Linked DNA regions of Mus musculus: region 2 is linked to region 1. The links are chromatin contacts, called in public Micro-C maps. All regions are on one chromosome and are shown on one strand. The core of a region is the stretch at or near the end of the contact, and the rest is flanking DNA. Distances in the headings are between cores, read along the strand shown.

Region 1 (7,619 bases), core at 2,620-5,119:
ATCCCAAGCCTCTCACACGGGAGAGACCTAGTGAAGTAGAATGGCCTATAAAGGGGTGACCCTGGTGGGGGACCCTCAAACCTGACTTTGTAGTTTGGGGTCTTCTGTAAAAGAAACTTTTAAACTATCCTACATAAGGGAATAATAAGCAGGGCTGGAATATTCATCTGGGACATTGCACACATGTGCTCAGTGTGTCTGCTCGGACAAGTGTGTCTGCTCACACCAGTGTGTCTGCTCACACCAGTGTGTCTGCTCAGAACAATGTGTATGCTCAGACCAGTGTGTATGCTCACAGCTAGGGAACAGGTGTCCAGGCTTCTGGGACCCATCTCAGGGCGTGCTTGTTTGTGCCTGCCCTCTGCCGTGACACCGTTGTTTTCTCTACAAGCTGAGCCCCTCTGCTTGCACCCTAGCTTCCCCTTCAGATCCCAGCTGCCTTTTGGCCTCCAGTGCTTTCTGCATGCACTTCCTCCTCAGAGTTGTAGGAGATAACTGACCTTCAGGTTTCTGGGTGTCTCTTTTTTTTTTTTTTTCCAGGCCAAGCTAGGTAGGTCACTGGTTATTTGAAACGGGTGCCTTTTGTGATCTGCTCATCGGTTCTCCCAGTTGCTGGGCAGCTTGACCATCAGTGTAGGCATGTGTGGTAAGAGGTGTGCCACCGGCCTCAGGAGAGCAGTGTGCTCGCTCACCAGGTGTCCTCAGCCCTCCTAGCAGCCCTTCCCACTGCAGACTGGAAATACTGCCATTCTTTCAGCCAGCATGGTGGGCCTGCTGAAAACAGAGCAAGGAGGTATCCTCAGCTAAGTCTAGAAGATTCACAACCATCTTAGGACGAGTAGTTCTGTCATTTATAAGCAGGAGAATAAATACAATTTCTCATTGTCCATTTGGATCTTCTAGAAGTGCTGTGGTCTTGAATACTGACAGGGTCTGGCAGTCTTTTCTCTCTTTCTCATGCCAGTGTGCTGCACCCAAGGGTTATGTGTATCGGCAAAAGGTGAGCTGGTTTTCTGCTGATCAGTGATTACTATAGGATTATTCCTAAGTGATCCTAGATGGCTTAAAAGATAGCACTCCTTAAAGGTTTGGTTGGCAGTGGGATTGGGATGGTTTGGGTAATCTCATTGTGAACATGCAGAATACATGCAGAATACATGCAAAATACATCCAAAACATGTATGTTGGGATTGAGGAGCTCGCTCAAGGGTGAGACGCTGCGTGCAGGTGTGAGAGCCATTCCCAGAACCCTCCTAAAAGCCAGATCCAGGTTTGTGGGTTTGTCATCCTGGCACAGGGAAAGCAGAAACAGGATGTTTGGGGCCTGACCAGCCCTGTTAGCCAGGTTGGAGAACTCCTTGAGGTACTGTCCCAAAAACTAGGGTGGGGACGAGCTTGAGAAAGGTCCACCTGTCTCACTTAAACACACACACACACACACACACACACACACACACACACACACCAGAATGAGGCAATGAGGCAAAAGTCAAGCAACTAGGGAGCTACAGGAAAAGCTGCAAGCAGTGTTAAGCGCGGCACCCAAAGGACAGAGCAACAAAATCAGCGAGCGAGCGTGAGCATGCCCACACCTTCTTCTGATCCGACTTCCTCAAGGGGCTCACGCTCTGTCTAGCCTTAGCTAGTGGGCAGACTTACTCACACACCCACCGTAATTGATTCCATACTCCCCTCAGCCCTGAAAACAGTCTGCATGCTTTGATTTGAACAACCAGAATTATTTCCACTTAAACACTGGTGTAGATTTACACAGATGATCTAAGGAGCCCCCAGATTGTTCCATTCATAACAGCAGGGAGGAGAGAGACAGTCGAAGCAAAAACAGTTTGAATTTGTATGTGCGGAGGTGGAGGGAGGGTTGGGTTAGCTGAAAGGAGATGGATTCCAAGTCATGATTATGAAATTTAATAGTAATGAAATTAGCATTCCATGGGGACTATTTTCTGGGAATTCTGGTAGTGCAGTCACTGAATAATGCATTCTCCGAGCAGCCCAGACTAGGGGCCTCACGGTGGCAAATGGGTTGTTTGCTTTGTTTCAGTTGTTATGTTTAAAGTTCATCTAAAATCAATTTCTGTCTCCAAGAACTAGCCTCTTTTTCCCCCCTCACTGTAGGCGTCTGTAGGCTTTTTCTATAAAGAGTAAAATAGTAAATATATAGTATAAAATTAGCACACACACACACATACATGCACACTCAAGTTTGTTGTGTCCACTAAAGTTTTATTTCTGGGTACTAAAAATTTAATCTTATGTAATCTGCAGATGCCATTAAATAGGGGTCTTTTAATCCACACTCCGGAACACTGTAAGCCATCTTTCCCATCTAAGCTGTATGGCTTAGCTTTAAACATGAATAGAGTTTAATTTAGAGAAAATGCTGTATATTTTACACAGGAGACAGAGCTGGATTGGTGTGTGTGTGTGTGTGTGTGTGTGTGTGTGTGTGTGTGTGTGTTTGTGTGTGCGCGCGCGTGTGTGCCCGCCCGCCCGCCCGCCCGCCCGCCCGTGCGCCTTCTCCTCAGCTCCCCTCATGGGGATGAAGCAGATTCTTTAGAGCAGAAGAAGAGGAAGGGAGACTCCTCAGGAAGCTGCTGAGCTCCGCCTCTGTAAGAATTCATGAAAATGATGGTGTGGTTCCTGATTGGGTATCTTTGGGTTCTACACCCTCACGCTTGAACATCCACAAAACCAAGGATATTTACTTGGGGGAAAAAATAGAATTTTTTAAAAGGATATATTTATTTATTTTATGTATATGAGTGCACTGTAGTTGTCTTCAGACACACCAGAAGAGAGCATAGGATTCCCTCACAGATGGTTGTGAGCCACCATGTGGTTGCTGGGAATTGAACTCAGGACCTCTGGAAGAGCAGTCAGTGCTCTTAACCACTGAGCCATCTCTCCAGCCCTTGAAATAGAATTTATCCTGAACATATTATACATGCCCTTTATCATTACTTCTTAAACAGTACAGTATTGTAACAGTTTATATAGCATCTGCATTGTGTTTGGTAACCCAGAGATTAGCTGGTGCATGTGTGCATATACTGTGCTATCTTGTGTAAAGAGTTCTAGGCACCTGTGGGAATTTTTGTGTCCTTGAGAGATCTGGGGTGACTGACATTTTACAAAGGCTTAGGTCTCCCAGGCCCCTTTTCTCACACTCTTCTTAAAACACACACACACACACACACACACACACACACACACACACACACATACGATTGCCGAGGGGGGGGGTTGAAATACAAATGTGTGATTTGTTTAGTATCATATTTGTGAGAGTCAGAAAAGTCATAGAAGCACCTAAGTTTCTGTGATCATGAACGGAAGGCAAATCTACATTATAGATCTATTTAATAAGAGTCATTCTTGGATTCTCCATCCCAATTTCTTAACAAACATCAAATTTAAATATTTATCTGTTTTGAAGTTAGTCTAGATCTAGAAGTGGCCCTTTCTGATGGGTGGGGGTGGGGAGGGGAGCTGGCTTGACTCTTGCCAGGCAGCTCATCCTGCCTGGTGTTGGCTGCCAGCAAGCTGTTGGCAATAAGTGCAAATCCTTTTGTCTTGTTAAGAAATTATTGTTAAAGATGCAGTAGTGTATAAAGTCCGCTCTGTCGTTCAAATGACTGTATCTCTGGTGATAACTCCCCACACTCAGACAATCTTGGTGTCCTGTTGAAGCTAATAGGTGCAAATTTTAGTAGGACTTTTAAGAACCCAGTACCCCATATTTACAAGTCTTTCTATGTAATCAATTTCTTTACCACCTGCCCTAACCCTCCCCCAAGCAGTCAGAAGTCTGGACTGGCAGGATGTGTCCCCGGGATCTTCATGGCATCTGCTCTTACAGTCAGGTTTCTCAGTCTGGGCTCAAACACGACAGTCTGACATGGCAGACCTGGTGCTGCGGCTCTGTCATTTGCATGGCTTTGTGTGTGTTGTCTTATCTTTTGTGTTTTGCTGTGAGCTACATGACTACTTGAGCATCATGCAGACACATGAAGGTATGTTCATAGCTGCCTGTTTTTTAAAGTCGAAGCAGCTCAGACTAAAAGGGGATCCGCTTTCAGGACCTGCTCAAGTTTCCCTGCGACAGCATCAGAGCTATTTTTAGAGGAGTGATCACCAGGAAGAGCCAGGACAGCTGCATTCAACAGCAGCCGCAGAGACAGAGGGTCGTTTGTGGGACTGCAGAGGTTGAGCCTGTTGATATGGGAGACAAAGGGGCATGCATATCTGTCCTTCAGTTAGGTAGGCCACCCCTGTTCAGAGCCCTTGAACCTTTGCAGCTGTGGGAGTGTTAATTTAGTGCTTGGTTGCCTTGGCTCTGAGTCCAGCCAGATGCAGAGATAGGGGCCGATGGCAGGACTGCCCTGCAGAGTGCCCAGTCTGAGAAGACAGCGACTTATTCTCACTCAGAAACAGCTACCAGACTTTCAGTGTTTGAATTCTCAGTTCTCTTTTGCTTCTGCAGACGACAAAAGTCAACAGATATCAGGAACTGGCTGATGCATGTGTGCGTGCATGCGTGCGTGTGCGTGTGTGTGTGTGTGTGTGTGCCTTGGATCCCTTACTATTCCTGCTTGACACTTTTAAGTGACGTCACCATTCTGAATAAAGAGCACTTAGCAAAAAAAAGAGGGTTTTGGTAACTGGTCTGTATACTTCATAGAGCTAGTTAGCATTCTTCCTTTTTATTATTTGTTTTTGTTTTTGGGACGGGTCTCACTCACTGTGTAGCCCTGGTGTCCTGTAGCTTACTATGTATGTAGACCAGGCACTATGTAGACTATAGACTCACAGAGATTGCCTGCCTCTGCCTCTTGAGTGCTGAAATTAAAGGCTTGTGCTACCATACCCTGCTCCCTCCCTCCCTCCCTCCCTTTCTTTCTGAGGCATTTGCTATACACCTGCTGTTGCCATCCACTTAAGAGTGTGTGTGATGCATATAAAGACAGACTCTATCTACTTTATACATGGAGCGTGGAGAAAAGGAGACAGCCTGGAGGGGCAGCATTGTGTAGAATGAACAGAGCTTGCATTAAGGATGGGGAAGGCAGCTGCTTTAAGTAGAGGGTAGCTGCCTAGAGTAGACACTAAGGTGAGAGCATTTACTTGTACTTGGGAGGCCACAAGCAGCCTGGTACCCAGAGAATGAAAGAGCACGAATGTGAGGGATGCCAGAGGAGGAAGCCAGAGCAGGTGTGGCGCTCAGCAACCTGGAAGTGGCACCGATCAGGGGGAGCCAGAGGCCGGTGCCTTTCATCACCTGCTAGATGGCCTGGACTATATAAAAGGTAAAAACATTGCTAAGTGCGTGCATGGATCTCCTGTGTAAGGTTCAGCAGCTCCATGCAGTTAAAGGATGTCCTACATATAAAGGAGCTTCCCTAGAAAAGCTAAGAGCAACAGCAACGGAGCAGTCCTCAAACTGAGGCCATGTGACTCCCGTGACGAAGGCAGAGGTGGAGAGAAGCATCGGAGAAGGAGGGCAGGAGAGAGGGAGAGGAGCCACACCCTTCAGGAACTCTCAGGTTAGAGTTCTGTTGAGAAGGGTGCATCCCACAGCCAGTTAGCAGCAGACGAGAAGTAGAACCTACACATCCCGTGTCAGGAAGCAGTCTCAGCGGAGGCCACAGGAGCCTGAGGTTTTCCTGAGTAGGTTGAAGGCTTTAATTATGTGGACTTTCTCTGATGCCATAGGAATTAGAAGCAGAAGGAACAGGGAATAGTTCTGTGGGAAGAATAACTTTAATGTTCCCTGCACCGTAGAGTAGCTGTGATTGACAACAATTAATTGTGTGCTTCAAAATAGTAGGGAAGATTTTGACTGTTCCCAACACAAAGAAATGATAGTGTGTGAGGTGATGGATATGCCAATTACCTGGCTATCATCTTTGCCTGCTGTATACACACATATGAAACTCACACGCACCACAGCTATTATGTATCAGTTGAAAGAAATAAAATCAAAACTGAAGAACAGAATATCCAGTGCAGCCACACCCTCCTTTTACACCTAGGAAAAATGTCTGGAGAAGTGTTCAGTGTAGAGCTTTGTAGCGCTTCAGCCCCTGAACACGCCAAGAGGTCTCTGCCCCTCTGCCCTGGGGAGGGGGTGGGGGTGGAGGGGTATTACATATTGAACTTAGGTCTCCCTCAGGTCTAGCCAGGTGCTCTTCCGCTGGGCTTTGTATCTAGTCCCCTTTTGACAGGGTTTCACTAATTTGCCTAGGCCTGCCTTGAAGAAACTTTGTAACACAGACGGACTTTGCGGTTACGATCCTCCTGCCTCTACCTCTGCAGGAGCTAGAATTACAAGCCCATGCCCCCAAGGCCCAGCTGACTTTACTTTTCCAAGGCTATGTTCATTGTGGATTTACTTCTGCCATGGAAGTGTAGCACTGTTCTCTGGCTTTTGCTTCCAGAAAGGGGGTGGGGGTGGGGTGATGTTTTTCTGGGTTCCCTGGGAAAGCTGCATGCTGTTAGGAGTGAGATAGATACACAGGGGGAGTCCATTGCCCTGGCATCAGCCCCTGTGATGTTGGAAGAGGACCAGTGTGACTTTTGGGGTGCAGGGTTCCTCAGGCTTACTGGTTGCTGACTCTGGAGGCGCCTGGGGAACAATCACAACCAAATGACTATAAGAACGGCTGTCAGGAGACACCTGGGGAGGAGGACAAGGGACTGTGTCACTCTAGTGCAGGGCAGCAGCTATGAATGTGCCGGGGGAGGCATCCAGACAAAGGCCAGTCAGTGCCAGTCGCAAGTGTGACTCTGGCAGACGTCAGTGACTACTTTTCAGGAATTTAAATAGATTTGTTCTGCTTTCGAGCCAGCTTGTAAATAAGTCCAGCATCAGCTTCTACCTGTTCTTGTTCCTCAGGAATCCACTTTGGGGAGCCTGGGCTCCCTTCCCTGATGACACACTTAGGCAGGGCTCCTGCTGTGTCACCAGCTTCCCAAATTACCATTTAATTTTCCTGTCATCTTTGGTGGGTATAACTATCAAAGAAACTGTCTCCAGGAGACTAAGGAGAATCTCTGTTTTCCAGACAAATAGGCCGTTTTCCTCACCTGACCAGCATCCTGAGGAACACCAAGAATAAGACTGTGTCAGAAATGTGGATGAATTAAAATATTTAGAGCTCTGATCTTTTCAAAAACTCCAAAAATAGGTTCTAGTGGCTTCTGAATGACAGAAATATGTCTTTCTTTGAAAGTGGAATTATTTCAGGGGAGACCTGAGAGGGTGGCAGTAATAGTCCCATCCAACATGTGGTGGTGACTGCCTCAAACCAGTTCTGGATTCTATGTTCTAGGCCTGGTCCAAGGACTTAGAAAATCTGCCACGATCAAATTGGGGATGTAACTCAGTGCTGTCTAAAGCCTTGGGCTTTCTCTGGGAAAACCCCGTGGTTCCACCCTTCACCATTGCCAAGACCTCGGGAGACCGTGGTATAGGAAGGTGATGGACTGGGGCTTCCTCTGTCCTTCAGCCCCAGCCCCAGCCTTATGTATGTGAGTCCTCTCTGGGGTCATAACGGCCTGAGTGGATGGCATGGGAACTGCCCCCTTCAGCTTGCTCC
Region 2 (7,619 bases), core at 1,433-3,932, 34 kb before region 1:
TCCAGACTTCCCATTCTGGTTCTCCACCCTTCCACTCAGCAGCTGGATCTCTTACTGGGGAACTATTGTGCACAGTCAGGGCTTTATTCTATCCACTCTAAATAACATTACAGCATTATAAACAGGATACTTGAGTTGGGGTTGGGAGGAGCGCATTCTTGGCTTACAGTTGCTCACCCAGGAAGGCTGGTTGGGCCCTGATTGCTTTGTTGGGGGGGGGGGGTTCCAGGTGGGTGAAAGATGAAACCTGCCCTGCCTTGACAGCTATCTTTGTTTTGTTTTGTTTTGTTTTGTTTTGTTTTGTTTTGTTTTTGAGACAGGGTTTCTCTGTGTAGCCCTGGCTGTCCCCGGAACTCACTCTGTAGACCAGGCTGGCCTCAAACTCAGAAATCCACCTGCCTCCTTGACAGCCATGTTGATGAAAACAAAGGCCCCTAGTTAGGCGCCTGCTGCTGGGGCCATCTCCTGGCAGAAGTGTTTCTATTGCATCTTGGCTATGGTCTTCCCTGCAGCTTAGGACATGCTGTGCACTGGTCTCCTGGCTCAGGGCTCAACTGAGAGCCTTGGATGAAGAAGGTCAGGCCAGCCCTCCCACCTGCAGCTTGGTGGGTGCTTTGATGGCTTCTTTTACTTCAGTGTGGTAACTCACTGTCTTCCCGGCTCTGCCCACACCTTACCTTTTTAAAGTACACCATGCATCATACTCCACAGGAAGAGATAGAGGGTGTAGAACCTGCTTTACTTGGAAAGTCTGGTCAAACCCTGCAAACTATGCCAGACTTAAAAACATGTACAGGAAAGGAAATAAATGACTTTGAGATCTTTGACTGCCCAGATCATTAAACCCTACAGATATATCTTCAGCATAGATGCTCTGGGACCAGGGACCAGGTGACCGGCATGGTTCTGGGTATGGCCTTTGACCATGAATGACTTTGTAGGACTGCCCTGACCCCAGAACACTGGGAATGGTTCATTCTAGGTGTCCTGCTGCTGTTACACAGGCTTGAGAACTATTTACGAGTGCTGTGAACACACAAGGCTTGTAAGAACACTACTTGGTGACGTGATAACTGAAATGCAGACTAGGAAAATTCTTCAAAGATTTTTTTTTTTTGGAATGGCTTAGATTTAGTGGTCCTTCCATGTGATCTCCTTGTAATTTGCTGCCTCTCTGTGTTAGTTTAAAGGTTTTCATGTTTGCTTTTCTCAATGTTGGAAGACACCACCAGGCTTTGTAGAGGAGAGTGAGGGAAATTACAAAGGAAGCATGGGTGGGGTGGGACTAGGTCATTTAGCTTCTTTTCGTTCCAAATCCGTAAATATTTACTGTTGACCTTCTCAAATGGTTTGGGTACACTGACCCAGTTGAAAGCAGGGCAGGCGAGAGCAGCTGTTCCCCACCCCCACCCACTGTTAAAGCTGATCTCAGACCAATTGCCTCCAGCCAGCCCAAAAGTGGCCTTCAGGGAAAGCTGCCCCCTTCCCCCCAGGGAACAGTTTTAGCCAATTTACACTTTTAAAGTGTGACCTCTTCTAAAGATTCCTAGAGACAAGAGCAGATTGCTGTGAACTGAAGGACACCCCCCCCCCATAAAAATAAAAAATACTTTGAATTCTGGCTTAGGTTTGCTATTGTTGCCAGGTCTTTTGTTTCTGAGGGGAAGGTAATTATAAATTCCATTCCAAGCATAAATGTTCTTTTGTGAGCAAGGGGGACGGGATACCAAAAACAATGAGTGGATTACGTTTCCATTTTTGTAAGATCGTGCCAAGATAATGTGGTTTAAAACAGCTGGGGTTTTTAGAGCAGAGATGGAGCTTCGAAAGGTCTTCTCAGCGCCCATGAACGTCAGCCAAGTTAGAGACTTCTGGACGAGTCTGAATATTCCTCCAGATTCATACTGAGAAATAAGGGATTTTGGGTTGGGGGTAGTTCAGATTTGACAGTCATGTTATTGCATCAACATAATCTGGTAGCTACATGTTCATCTGACCTCATCTACTCGGGGCAAAGAGGAGCAGAGAGCATTTAATGGTGTCCTGTTGTCAGCCTGAGAAATCATTAGCAAATGAACAGGAAACTTTGGAGAATAACTACAATATAGCCCTGTATTTGCCTACCACAAAATTCTCTGTACTGTATTAATATGTTTTCATTTTAATTTTTCTTTGCAGAGTATTGGGAAAGGGTCATTGTGGTGCATCGACCCAGAGTATAGACAAAATCTAATTCAGGCTCTGAAAAAGACACCTTACCACCCACCTCCTACTCCTCAGGCTTATCAAAGGTAAGTGACTCGCACTATCGGGGGTTTTTGTTTTCTTAAAGTCTCCTGGAATTTTGTTATTTTAGCAGAGACAGTCTCTAAAACTAATTTAGTAGGCCGTATGAATGTTTTAAAAATAACTACAGACTAATGGGAAAAAGAATTAAGTCTGATGAGGAGGCACATCCATTGGCTATGCATTTCCTGGGAAGCTTACCGCTTCTGTAGCTCCGACTGAGCGGGTGTGGCTCCGGAAGGGCTCCTGGTAGGTAAATAGCGTCTTCCTGGGTAGAATCGGTTACAGAGGAAAGTGGACAGCTTTTCTATCTCTGCGGGTCACGCTTTGTTGGAATAAGAGCGGTGAGGCACACAGGTGATTCCACCTTCCCATGGCCTGCCTCTAGAGATGTGGAAAGAAGGCAGGCTCGGTTGTTGTCATCCGGTTTCCATGTCGACAGGCTCCTGAGTGATGGGTTTGTTGTGGTTACTAAGTGTTTGTCTTGAGAACCATGGCCACTTTCCCTCCTCACGTGTCTGGCTGTCATGAGACTGAGGTCATGAGTGCATTTTTACAAATATACAATGGGAGGGGTGTTAGGTAGATTGTCACAGTTTAAAAAGCATGTCAGTGCTAAGTTAGAAGAAAGGGCCTTACAGAACAAAGAGCCGGATTTCAACCTGTGGATGGAGTCTTAGCTCTTCACGGTGCTTGTCATCAGGCCCACTAAGAAAGTTTGAAAATTACTTTATTTAAGTGTACAGCTGTTTCACTTTCATTTATGTCTGTGTAGCATTTGAATGCTTGGTGACTGTGGAGGCCAGAAGAGGGCATTGCATCCCCTGGAACTGGAATTACAGGCGATTTGAGCCACTGTGTCAGTGCTAGGAATTGAACCTGGATCCTCTGGAGGAGCAGCCGGTGCTCTTAGATCACTAAACCATCTTTCCAGTCCCCTACCAAGAAGTTCTAGAAGGCATGTAGCAGCATTTCCTTTGTTAACTGGTTAAGAGAAACTGCCAGTGGAGTAGACATTTATGTTAATTGGGAATGGCCCGGTGTCAGAAGGCTGGGGAATTTTACAGTCCACTTGCAGATTTTTCTGTTCTGATGTTTATTCTGCAGGAGGGCACACAGAGTGAGCCTTCCAACGTGGCATTAATGAAGTTCTTGTGCGTTCCATCACAGACCCTAGACAATCAGTCTCCGGCAAGAGACGGGAGAAGCAGCTGGGCTCTATGAGAAGACTGCTGTATGTCTGCCTTTGCTAGGCGATTAGCGTGATGGTAGCCATAGTAACTGGAGTGTCTCCATAGTAACGCGTAGCTGAGACAGGTGCACTTGCATCACAAGGCTGTTTGTTGCCTGGCAAAAGGACAGGCCATTAGTACTTAGACATAAGCTGTTGCCTTAGAAACAAATAACCCTACATAGCAACTACAGTTGGTTCGCAAGGGTATTTTTGGGGGGCTGGGGGAAGGAAGGTTGTAGCTGCTTTTGTCTGTGTTCATAAAAATCAGTGGAAGCATACTTTATTTGAAATGACAACTCGAGGTCATATAGCTGTAGGAGGAAGAGATGGGATTTTCCAGAGCAGCCTAGCCTACATTGTAGGAATGTCCAGAAGGGGAGAGCCATATGCCTGCCTCTCTTCTTGTGATGGTAGCCATTCCTGAAATAGAAGCTGGGATTGGGGTTAGAGAGTTGCTTTTTTATGGGGTTGGTGGGGAGCCTGGCACTAATTATTGCAATACTGTCGATATTCAGTTTCCAAGCCCACCCCACTAGTTTCTCTAGTTTCTCCCTTAGAAGTATGTCACACCCGTTTGCTTCTAGCAAGTTAAAAATGTAAGTGTTATTCACTGGGTCGTGTCATTGGTTCATTTAGGCCAGTGCCTTGTTGCCAAATGTGACCCCCAGGGAAACACTGCAATTATTTAATAATTTGAAGGATTATAATAGAACTCTGGGGGTAGCAAGTAGAATACACACAGGCCAGAGGTATTGTGAGCTGGCTGTAACCTAATGACTTCTCTAGAGTCTTAGCACGGGCATGAAAATGCAGATGAACTAGGGCTTTTACAGTAAATGATTTCCAGATGACCACTTCAGATCCAGTTCTGTCCCTTGCAGTTAACCAGCTCCTTCCATATCAAGGTGCTTAGATGTCAAGTCCATCAGATCACTAGTGAGGCGATTCCAGCCCACATCTTCATGATTTGAATCCAGAGAGCACGGTGCTCTCTCCATGCCTTGGAAAGGGTTTGCTTGAGAAGCCAGCCTATGGTGTGAGAGCTCACACCGAAACTGGTGAAGAATTTCTCTGTACCAGGCCACTTGGTGATGTAATTCCAGGAGGCCGGAAGTGGAACAGCCAGCCATAAACAGATACCAAAATGCTGAGTTAACCTGATCTGGCCAGGTCTACTGTGACTCAAGGGGTCCTTGTCAGCCCCATGTGGAGCCACTGTGAAGGGCACCTGGGTAGTGTTTGGCTTCCACAGAGCTGGTGTTTGGCATGTGAGAGAAGACAGTGATTATACAAGAAGGGCAGCTAATGCTGTCCCTTGCAGGTGTGCTTGGCAGCAGCCCTGGCCTAAGCTGCAGGTGGCTGGAAGCTCTGTGAGGAAATCCAGGAGTCTGAAAACACTGCCCCAAACCTTGTTCCCATCCAAACAGAATGCTAAACATTGCAGTCTGTTGGCTTGCGCCTGTTTTCCAAGATTTTGTTAGAATGTTCCCCTACACCTGTTTTCTCTCTCTTTTTTTTGTCCTAAATACTGTTTTTAACTAAAATTCGAAGAGCCAGGTGAGTTAGCCATTGTATTAATTTACATAGGCCACCCTGACAAAGTGCCACAGCTGAGTGAGTCAGACAGCATCAGGAATTGCCTCTCACCCCATGAGCCCAAGGTGTTAGCAGGGTTGGTTTCTTCTGGGAGCTGTGGGAGAGGATCTGGCCCAGCCTCTCCCCCGTTCTAGTGGCTTGCTGGTTATCTGTGATATTCCTTGGCTTATATTTCACAGGACTGTCTCTACCTCCGTCTTAGGAGGAGGCTAAGCCTACCTGACTAAAAACTCTCCTTATTCCAGGGTGACTTTAACTTCTCCAATGACACACACTTGAAATACAGTCACATTGTGACATACTAGGGACCTAGGACTTCGGGGGGGGGGGATTTTAGGAAGTTGTAATTCAACCCTTAGCATTCTGGGGAAGCAGAAAGTCCAGGTGTGTTGACCATGCGGAATGGTAGAGGAGTTTCAGGACACCGGAGTCAACCTGAAATTGCCCCAATGAGCTAAGGGATGTCACTGCATTATAAACAACATACAAACCGAGTGTCTGTGAGCAGGAGCTGATGGAGACAGTTGAGGTCCATTTCTCATACACACAATCCCACATAAGTGGTGGAAACAGTTCTTCCCTAAGAACTTCTTGGAAAGAGTGGACTGTCGAGGAGGGGTCCTAAAGGATCGTCTTAGTCAGGGTCTCTATTGCTGTGAGGAAACACTGTGACCAAAAAGTAAGTCGGGGAGGAAAAGGTTTATTCAGCTTACACTTCCCAATTATAGAAGGAAATCAGGACAGGAACTCAAAGAGGGCAGGAACACGGAGGCAGGAGCGGATGCAGAGAACATGGAGGGGTGCTGCTTTTACTAGCTTGCTCATGGTGGCTAGCTCAGCCTGCTTTCTTATAAAACCCTGAACCAGCAGCCCAGAGATGGCACCACCCACAATGGGCTGGGCCCTCCTTCACTGATCACTAATTGAGAAAATGACTTACAGCTCTTCTTGGAGACATTTCCTTAACTGAGGATCCTGTCTCTCTGATGACTTTATATGTCAAGTTGACACGAAAAAACCAGGCTGTCCAATGATGTTTATTGTGAGCAAACTTGACAAATACTAGTTGTCAATCGAAGCGCCTCATCTGCGACTGGAGGGATGGCTCAGCCAGTGATGAAGAGCACAGGCTGCTCTTCCAGAGGACTCAGGTTCAATTCCCAGCATCCCCATGGCAGTTGTGTAGTCAGTCTCCTACCTCTGTGGAACCGATACCTCAGGTAAATACTAACTAAAGGATGACTTGGGTCTGCAGTTCCCATTCGTAGCCCTCTGGCTACTTTAGGAATGTGGCAGTTGGGTACCTACACCAGGTACCTACACCTTGGCAGGAGCACGTGTTAGCAGGGGGCCTGGCACCCCTCCCCCATTACCTAACTTCCTTCTAGTAGGCCCCTCCTCCATTATCTCCCAGCCACAAGCTATGGACTGACCCGTTAGTATGGGGGGGGGTCTTTGGAGTAGTGGGGGCATGTAAATTCCAAGCCAAAAGGTGGTCTTCCTGCTGAAACCCATAAGCTCGTCTTAACCATGGGGAAAAACTCAAAACAGTGGCTTTGTCCTCCATGAGGATTGTCTCCAAAACCCTGAACTGGCACTCCTCACAGCCGCTTAGGTCATCAGAAGCAAGGAATGTCTGAAAAACTTGTGCAGACTAGAGGAGGCTGGGAGACAGGGTGACTACACAGGAAACATGATCCTGGAACAGAAAGGGAGCCTTAGACAGAAAAAAAAAGTGCACATCAATAACTTGTGCATTCAGCTGAGAGTAATGTGCTCATGTTGACTCCTTAGTTGTGACATATGTGCCACAGTAATGTAGGCTGTACGGTGGAAACCCGAGCTGGGACATGGAAACTCCCCAGGTTGTAGCAGAAAACTCGCTCCCCAAACACAGAGCCACTGAAGTGCTGACCACCAGGACTTCTTCCTTCCTTCCACCCTTTGTAGGATATGCAGAGCCACAACAAGGGTGTCACGGTCATTTAGCAAGCACAGTTCTTGGCTCTTTCTCATTGTGAAGTGCTCAGCTGTGCTTTGTAGAGTCCCCACGGCTGAGTTCAGGGACTGAGGCCAAATCAGCTTGCATAAGGACTCTACACCTTTGCCAAGGCGGGGTGCAGGCACGGGCTTCAGGAAAGGGAGGGCTGTTATTTTTGGATGGATGTCTTGCCTTTTCTGCTGGAGAGCACGGTGGGCTGATTTAATAGTTAGTGTGTTTCCTATGACAGCCCTTCCTCGATGGGGCCTCTCTCAGGACAGGATAGGCATTCTTTTCATAGATGCTTCCAGAGTGCCTTCTTAATTACATTTATTTATTCGGTGTATATGTGTGCATTCACATATGGGGTCAGAGGACAACTTGTGGGAGTTCTTTTCTTCACCTGGTTCGCAGGAATTGAACTCCTGTCTTCAGGCATGGTGACAAAGTACCTTTCTTAATCTGCTGAGCCATCTTGTCAGCTTCCCATCAATTTGTAAATGAAATTTCCAGCTCACCCCC

The links. A called contact is a pair of places that touch in the nucleus more often than the background predicts.
Region 2: a contact with region 1 is called in a Micro-C map of muscle stem cells, with 2.3 times the contacts expected there. The contact joins the promoter of 3300002A11Rik here to the enhancer-like site in region 1. A contact is called at or near these places in 1 of 39 promoter capture datasets (cranial neural crest), 2 of 15 datasets of contacts at CTCF or cohesin (CD8 T cells and the NIH/3T3 cell line), 8 of 484 Hi-C or Micro-C datasets (cerebellar granule neurons, double positive thymocytes, embryonic stem cells and 4 more), 9 of 115 datasets of contacts at active chromatin or transcription factors (embryonic fibroblasts, embryonic stem cells, epiblast stem cells and 2 more) and 1 of 9 other capture datasets (pancreatic islet).

Annotation. Positions count from the first base shown.
Region 1 is chr12:99,302,936-99,310,554 of GRCm38.p6, reverse strand. The region is part of intron 3 of Foxn3 (forkhead box N3); the gene reads left to right. It overlaps Gm46371 (a long non-coding RNA gene), which reads left to right. Exons shown (of 2, transcript XR_001780668.2): 2 at 541-1,463. Among named protein-coding and RNA genes, the nearest start is that of Gm46371, 24 kb to the left of the region's middle. Within about 2 kb of position 3,869, at least 73 of the 459 cell types and tissues checked have an H3K27ac peak or open chromatin away from gene starts, as enhancers often do. A contact at or near this core is called in cerebellar granule neurons, double positive thymocytes, heart atrium and 4 more, where this site is marked.
Region 2 is chr12:99,336,094-99,343,712 of GRCm38.p6, reverse strand. 3300002A11Rik (RIKEN cDNA 3300002A11 gene) reads right to left here and starts at 2,682. Exons shown (of 3, transcript NR_166805.1): 1 at 2,488-2,682. It overlaps Foxn3 (forkhead box N3), which reads left to right. Exons shown (of 6, transcript NM_183186.2): 3 at 2,179-2,291. RefSeq lists an enhancer at 2,442-5,093.